2 separate regions of the Sus scrofa genome follow, and region 2 is linked to region 1. The links are chromatin contacts, called in public HiChIP or PLAC-seq maps. All regions are on one chromosome and are shown on one strand. The core of a region is the stretch at or near the end of the contact, and the rest is flanking DNA. Distances in the headings are between cores, read along the strand shown. Region 1 overlaps COPRS (coordinator of PRMT5 and differentiation stimulator). Region 2 has its middle 78 kb from the start of MIR365-2.

Region 1 (4,024 bases), core at 949-3,448:
TGCATCAAAGACTCATTTGGCATACACACACTCCAGTTTTTAGAGAACGAAGTTTATTTGGTCATTGACTGAAGGCTTTCAGAGGAAAAAGCATGGTTGCAAAGCTCACCACTCTTGGACATTTCTCTCAGTCCTATTGCTATCCACTGAAAAAAACAAGAAAATATAAAAGGAATCCTAACTAAATCCTCAAGACTTTTCAAAGGTTTTTGTTGGTTTGTTTTTGTTTTTTAGGGTTGCACCTGCGGCATAGGGAGGTTCCCAGGCTAGGGGTCCAATCGGAGCTGCAGCTGCCGGCCACAGCCACAGCCACGCCAGATCCAAGCTGCATCTGCAAACGACACCACAGGTCATGCACAATCCTTAACCCACCGAGCGAGGCCGGGGATCAAACCCGCATCTTCATGGACACTACTAATCAGGTTCATTACCGCTGAGCCACAACAGGAACTCCCTAAGGATTCTTTAAATACCGTTCTTTCTTCATCACCAGCCTGGGATGTTGTCTGCTAACTCTAAACGCAGCCTGGGCAAATACTGCCCCGTTAATGAAGACTGCATTTGTGCTGGTATTTACTGAACGTTGTCATGCTGGGCTCCATGCCGTGGCACGGCTATCGAGGAGTAAGACGTGGTCCTGCCTTCCAAAAGTTCTCACCCTACGGAGGGAGGGAGACCCCTCGGCCAACAGGGAGGCAACAGAGGGAGGCAAGAGTGTCAGGAAGACCAGGGAAGAAGAGCACAGGGAACTCGACTCAATGTTCCGTAAAAACCTACACGGGAAAAGGAGCTGAAAGAGGATGGATGTGTAACAGAATCAGGTTGCTCTATGCCTCAAACACACTGTGAATCGACTATACTCCAAACGTGGTTTTGAATAATAAATAATTTGGAAGGTTTAAAAAAAGAAAAAGGAGTTCCCGAAAGGCTCAGCAGGTCAAGTATCCAGCATGGTCCCTGCAGCAGCTTGGGTTGCTGCTGTGGTGTGGGTTCAGTCCCCGGCCACATGGCACAGGCAAGGCCAAAACACAGACAAACCAAAACCACCAGGGTCATCTACTCAATACTGTGTAATAACCTATACGGGAAAAGAATATGAAAAGGAATGGATGTGTGTGTGTGGGTATAACTGATTTACTTTGCACCTGAAACGAACACAACTTTATAAGCCAGTTATACAATATTAAAAAAAAAAAAAAGGAAAGACTAGGCAGAGGAGGCAACTCTTTTAGGATAATGTCTTTAAAAACCTCATTGCTGGAGTTCCCGTCGTGGCGCAGTGGTTAACGAATCCGACTAGGAACCATGAGGTTGTGGGTTCAGTCCCTGCCCTTGCTCAGTGGGTTAATGATCGGGCGTTGCCGTGAGCTGTGGTGTAGGTTGCAGACGCGGCTCGGATCCCACGTTGCTGAGGCTCTGGCGTAGGCCAGTAGCTACAGCTCCGATTAGACCCCTAGCCTGGGAACCTCCATATGCCTCGGGAGCGGCCCAAGAAATAGCAAAAAAGATAAAAAAAGAAAAAAAAAAAAACCTCATTGCGAATTCTACATTAAAATAACAAATATGCAAAAGCAAACTGCCCAAACCTTCACCTCTTAACAAATGGTTTCCACTTGTCCATATTAATCCTTATCACTTACATATGCAATTTTTTTTATGGTGACAATAGCATCAGAGTAGTTTTAGAAAGCCTTCATTTTCAGTTACTAGATCGTAAGCATTTTTCCACGTGCCTACTTTTGCTTCTTACACTTCACTCCCTTGAGATAACGATGATCGCAGCCTGGAGAGTCACCCTTCTACATCCTGCTCTGTTTGACCCATCCTCTGAGGGCCACCAGAATGAGACCTAAACCAGAACAACTGACCAGCCACCCCCCACCACCGATTCTTGTCCTCCTGACACCCCCCCCTTTCAGCCGTAAAAGCCATTCTAAGGTCTTGAAGAGAACACTGCTACATCCTGGCTCCAGCAGACCCTATTTCTCTCCCACTCACTTTGCTGGAAAAGAACCAGGAAGAACTGCAAAGAACACCTTTTCAAAAGCAAGAGAGAGTCCAAATTCGCCACTGTGCCGTGGACCACAGCAGCAGCAGCAGCTGCTTGTAAATTTCCTTTGCTCAGTTACTCATGCCACACGTGCTGTTCTTACTCTTTCCGCCTTCCCTCCCCCTGTCGTCTATGTCATCTTCCCACCTCATGACTTCTGCTTTTACTCAGTTTCAGCCGCCTCGGAAGGGCAGCTTACACGTGGGCCCGCATGACGTGTCAGGAACGCCACCTTTCTTTGGCGACTCTGCCATCTTCCCCAAGCCTCCAACGTTTCTTGGCTCAGATTCTCGAGTTCACCTTTTCACACCAGACACACGCATGACGGTCTCACCAGCCACGAGCGCTGGTGAGCAGGAGCCGTGCCAAGAGCGCTATGCTCACAGGCTCTACGACCATCTCCCGAGCAAGGACAGCGGAAGGGACTGCTTTTTTCACTCTAGGACAACCTTGGCCATGAGGGCCCTCGGAACCCAAACCACTGCCCTCCTCACAGGGTTCTGCCTTATCCACACACTCTGGGGGGCCTCTGACATAAGTGGATTAATTGTTCATTCAGCTGTGGAGTGGATGCAGACCTCAGACGGGAAATTTTTCTTGATTTGGCTTCCGTAAGGAGGTGGGGAGGGAAGAGGCAATCCCTCGGCCTGCCAGAGAGGCAAAGGAGACTTAGTCTGGTGCACCAGAGACCTGCCAAGGTGTGGACCCCAGGACCTGCCTCCAGGTTCACACACACGCCCACACCCCCACAGGAACAGACTTCAGAGACGTCTGCGGGTTCAGGTCACAGTTCCACTGTTTCCTGGCTGTTGTCATCTTGGCCGAAACATTTAGAGTCTTATTTTCCTCATCTCTAAATGAGGTAAAAGAAAATGTTTTTAAGTGACTTATGTAAGTAATTACAGGGCTTAAAAAATTAAATGGAAAATAGTGTAAAATCCTTCCATGCCAATTGAGGGTTATACAACCGCTGGTTTAATTAACTGCCATTTCGTTTTCCAGCCTACAGAAAAGTCTTGTTAACTAATAAGCAAATGGTCCCTTTTCCATCAACAGAAAGAGAAATCAGCTGTGAAGTCAGCCGTGCCTCTTGGGTTCCAACTTCTGGTCAATGGGGTCAGATCTACAGAAGCAAAACTACAAAATCATTTCCTTTCGTAGAGTAGCTTCGTCTCTAAGTACTTCAGTCCTGAACGTGTAAGGGAGGGGCTTTAAATGAAGAAGTAAGGTTTGGAGAGTTCCCATTGTGCCTCCGTGGAAATGAATCTGACTAGTATCCATGAGGATGCAGGTTCAATTCCTGGCCTCGATCCGTGGGTTAAGGATCTGGCGTTGCTGTGAGCTATGGTATAGGTCACAGATGCGGCTTGGATCTGGGGTTGTGGCGGCTGTGGCATAGGCTGGCAGCTACAGCTCCCATTCGACCCCCTAGCCTGGGAACCTCCATATGCCACAGGTGCAGCCCTAAAAAAAAAGAAAGTACACCTTTGGTCAGAAGTATCTAATTTAGGAGTTCCCGTTGTGGCGCAGTGCTTAACGAATCCGACTAGGAACCATGAGGTTGTGGGTTCGGTCCCTGGCCTTGCTCAGTGGGTTAAGGATCCGGCGTTGCCGTGAGCTGTGGTGTAGGTTGCAGACGCGGCTCGGATCCCGCATTGCTGTGGCTCTGGCGTAGGCTAGTGGCTACAATTCCGATTAGACCCCTAGCCCGGGAACCTCCATATGCCGCGGGAGCGGCCCAAAGAAATAGCAAAAAAAAAAAAAGTATCTAATTTAAAAGGAGGAGAAAAAAGTAGACAAAAGCGTATTGATCATTTCCTACCTTTATTTATAAAGTTTTCTACTCCTCTCCCAACAGAGACGTACACACACATACCTGGGAGAAGCTCATTAAAAACAACAACAACAACAACAGAACAGGGGGCGGCAGACCTTACTTAACACCAGTCTGTGTGCCCAGCTTGGGGATCACTG
Region 2 (3,966 bases), core at 286-2,785, 150 kb before region 1:
ATTCAGGATAATTTCCCCACGACGAGATCCTTAACTTTCTGACACCTGCAAAGTCCTTTGCAGGACTTTCGGGAACACAGTCACGGGGGCGGGGATCAGGAGATGCACCTCTTCGTGGGCCATTGTTCTGCCTCCTGAAGCAACTAGCAAGCATTTCATCAGAAGCTCCTGGGCAGACCCTGTGCGCAGCTCCTAGGCTGCTCATCATCTCCAGGAAACAAACTGCCTTTCATGCTCTCTTCCAAGTCCAGGCTCTGAGCTGCCAGCTGTGGCCAGTGAGAAAAACTTCTCCCACTGGCCAGTCCTTGGCCTGACCCTGGACCTCAGTACCCCACGCATCGATCTCCCGAGTGTCAGAGGCTGAAGGGGCAGAACCGAAGTCATGCAGCTCCCTCGAGCCCTGCACCTGTGCAGCGATTATAAGAACCAAGCCAGGTGTAACTTCTTGGTGCCACTGGCTGGCAGGAGGGCAGAGCACTGGCCAAGGAGGCAGAGTGGATAGTCATTGAAAAGGAAAAAAAGCTGATAAAAACAAACAAAAAAAAAATCCTACTGTTCCCTAAAACAAACACTTATTCCCTTAGCTCATGGACCCTGTCACATGGGTGCCTGCTGAGCCTGACTCGCCTGAGGGTTGCACATCTGAGCTCTTTAATGGCTCTTTGGAGCAAGGTGAGTGGCCAGTGCCAAGCGTCCAGGTCAGAGGGTGAACCTACAGGGCCAGGGGAGCCACCCCTTGTCCTGACCACTTTCTCCATCAATGCACCCTGTGTTTTGGACAAGTGTCCAGATTTTCCTGGGACTGAAGCCTTTCCTGGGAAAGCGGGGGCAAGTTGGTCACCCTACCCATAGGGCAGCTACACAAACCCAGGGCCGTGGGCATGGCTGCCTCCACCCTCTAGCCCTGGCCGAGTTGGCAGGCTCCTGACCCCCCAGCTGGCGGGGTTCCTAGCTGTTAAGAAAGACAATCCGTGTGAGGCAATGTCTGTGAGTGACAGGTGGAGCTCAGGGGCCCGATCCTTCGGGGCTGGTGAGTCACAGTGGCTCAAGGTCTTGGGAAATTCAGGAGCTTGATTTTTCTCAAGTGGCCAGAGGGTAGAGGCGGGGCTCAGGCTGGCAGGAGGGGAGGGGGAACAAGACCTCAGAGTGAAGTCTCCTCTGCCCATTCAGAAGCCTACAGTGGAGGCAGGTCTTCCCAGGGTCCAGGACATGCTGCTGGCAGGAAGTGTGGTGTGGCGGACAGGGGGACGGCAGACCCGGGCTCCCTGCTTCCCAGCAGCATGCCCTGGAGCAGGCCCCCTGGCATCTCTGAGCTTCTGTTTTCTCACTGGTAAAAAGATGCTGAGACCTGGTGCTGAGTTAAGATGAATGATAAACAACCAACATGTGACTTTGCCCGAAACCCAGGAGGGGGCTCCTGTCCTGAGGCCCAGACCAAGGTCAACAGCAAAGCAAATGAGCAACTCGAGGCTGCCTGGTGAGCCTTGAACTAGAACACAGGGAGCAGGACAGACCCAGGGCTCTGGACCCACGGCCCTTCCCTCCCTTGGCCAGCATTTCTCCCCAGTCCCCTGACACTCCCATCCTTCCAGCATGACCTCATGTTGGCTGTGTGACAGATGCATTAGATTCTGGTTCCATTATCTGATACATAGACACTCTGCAAGGTTTGTTTGCTTTTTTTTTTTTTTTGGTTTTTACTGCCACACCCTCAGCATATGGAGGTCCCCAGGCTAGAGGTCGAATCGGAGCTACAGCTGCCAGCCTACACCACAGCCATGCCACATCCGAACCACTTCTGTGACCTACACCCCAGCTCACAGCCACGCCAGATCCTTAACCCACTGAGCGAGGCCAGGATCAAACCTGAAACCTCATGGTTCCTGGTTGGATTTGTTTCCACTGAGCCACTAAGGGAACTCCAGGGTTTTTAAAACTTTTAACTTCAGTCATCTCCCCTGGACCCTTCCAGAAAATTTGGGGGTTGGAGGAGGGTCGGTGTTACCCTCCCCATTTTTCGGATGTGGAAACTGAGGCCCCGAGAGGTTGAGGAAGCTACTTGGAGTCACAGGGATTCGGGCCCACATCTCCAGACTCAAAGTTCAATGCTTTTCCCCCCCAAAGCAGACCCTGGGGTGTTGCACCTGACCATGGAGGGTCCCGTGCAGGGGATGCTGGGATGGGGGGGTAGCCCAGCCCGGCTGACAGCACCTGGAAGGTTGCCCCCCTCCTTTGGGCAACGTCCTGACCGACAGGCCCAATTACTTGAGCGGTAGACGGTTCTTTTTTAAAGAACATGGGCCTTCCCGTCATTCCCGGCTCAGCGGCTGGGAGTTAAGGGTCTGGTTCTGGTGTCTGACTCACCCTCCCGTGTCCCTCACCCCAGACACGGTGAGCCGACTCCCCTCAGCTGCTAAAAATGGAAGTGACAATTCCAACTTCCTTTTATGCGAGAAAAGGACATTTATCAGACTCGAGCAGAAAAGGATACACTCGGAGAGGAGCGTGACACGTGCAAGCTCCATTCAGGAGACGTCGCCAGGTCACAGGGCTGGCTGTGCTGGGCTCAGTCAGAGCCCAGCTCTGGTGCTGCAGGACGCCCCTCCCCAACACCCCCCACCCCCCAAAAAGGGCCTGGCATCCTTGGGATCCAGTCAGAGAAGAGGTCAGGGGCTAGGCTCTGGGCCTCGACCCCTTGGCAGGCGGCTCCACAGCTTTGCTTACTGACTTCTGTGACGTGGGAGATCGTGAAGCCCAGAATGGACCAGAACCTTGGTCTATGAAGGAAGCACCAAAGCCTTTGTCGGCAGATGTGGGTGCAAATTTGACCAACCTCACAGCGGGTGAAGAAAGGGAGGAAGGCGGGGATAGAAGGCAGAGCGGGGGCAGAAGGCATCTGGGCCCAGAGGGCTCCGCCCAGTGACTCTCACAGCACACTCTTGGCATCTGGGCGGCCCTGGAAACAGCCTATCTGCCCAGGAGCAAAGCAAACATCACACGGACTATAATGGCCTCACCCTTGCCAACAAAGTCTCCGCACTATTTTAAAAAAATGAGGACAGTACGAAGGCTCCCCCCAAAATTAAAACACAACCACCAACTGACCCACCCATTCTTTTTTTTTTTTTCTTTCTTTCTTTTTATGGCTGCATAAGACGCATATGGAAGTTCCTGGGCTGGGGTTCATATCGGAGCTGCAGCTGCCAGCCTACGCCATAGCCACAGCAACCCTGGATCTGAGCCAAGTCTGCAAGCTACACCACAGCCTGCGGCAATGCCAGACCCTTAACCCAGTGAGCAAGGGCAGGGATCAAAACTGCATCCTCACAGACACTGTGTTGGGTTCTTAACCCGCTGAGCTACAGCGAGAACTCTGACCCAGCAATTCTACTCTGGGGTATTGATCCAAAGAAAGCAAAGATGCTAATTGGAAAAGATACATGGACACCTGTGTTCGCTGAAGCTTTATTGACCACAGCCAGGATATAGAAGCAACCTATGTGTCTATCAATGGATGAATGGATAAAGAAAATGTGGTCTGTACACACTCACACACTCACATATAATGAAATGGAATATTCAGCCATAAAAAAGAAGGAAATCTTGCCACTTGTGATGACGTGGATGGATTTGAGGGCATTATGCTAAGTGAAATCAGTCAGAGAAAGGCAAATACCATGTGTTCTTATTTATAGGTGGAATCTAAAATAAATGGACAGGAGTTCCCCTCGTGGTGCAGCGGAAACTAATCTGACTAGGATCCATGAGGACGGCAAGTTCGATCCCTGGCCTCGCTCTGTGGGATAAGAATCCGGCATTGCCGTGAGCTATGGTGTAGGTCACAGACATGGCTCGGATCCTGAGTGCTGTGGCTGTGGTGTAGGCCGATGGCTACAGCTCTGATTAGACCCCTAGCCTGGGAACCTCCGTATGCCGCAGGTGCGGCCCTAAAAGACAAAAAGACAA

Evidence for each region. HiChIP or PLAC-seq counts read pairs in DNA pulled down with a chosen protein or histone mark.
Region 2: an H3K27ac HiChIP or PLAC-seq map of alveolar macrophages shows a contact between it and region 1. The contact joins two enhancer-like sites. A contact is called at or near these places in 1 of 47 Hi-C or Micro-C datasets (liver) and 1 of 2 datasets of contacts at active chromatin or transcription factors (alveolar macrophages).

What each region holds. Positions count from the first base shown.
Region 1 is chr12:43,097,830-43,101,853 of Sscrofa11.1, reverse strand. It overlaps COPRS (coordinator of PRMT5 and differentiation stimulator), which reads right to left. Exons shown (of 4, transcript XM_003131747.4): 4 at 3,856-4,024. Among named protein-coding and RNA genes, the nearest start is that of COPRS, 8.7 kb to the right of the region's middle. Within about 2 kb of position 2,198, at least 5 of the 83 cell types and tissues checked have an H3K27ac peak or open chromatin away from gene starts, as enhancers often do. A contact at or near this core is called in alveolar macrophages, where this site is marked.
Region 2 is chr12:43,244,895-43,248,860 of Sscrofa11.1, reverse strand. No RefSeq gene overlaps it. Among named protein-coding and RNA genes, the nearest start is that of MIR365-2, 78 kb to the left of the region's middle. Within about 2 kb of position 1,535, at least 15 of the 83 cell types and tissues checked have an H3K27ac peak or open chromatin away from gene starts, as enhancers often do. A contact at or near this core is called in alveolar macrophages, where this site is marked.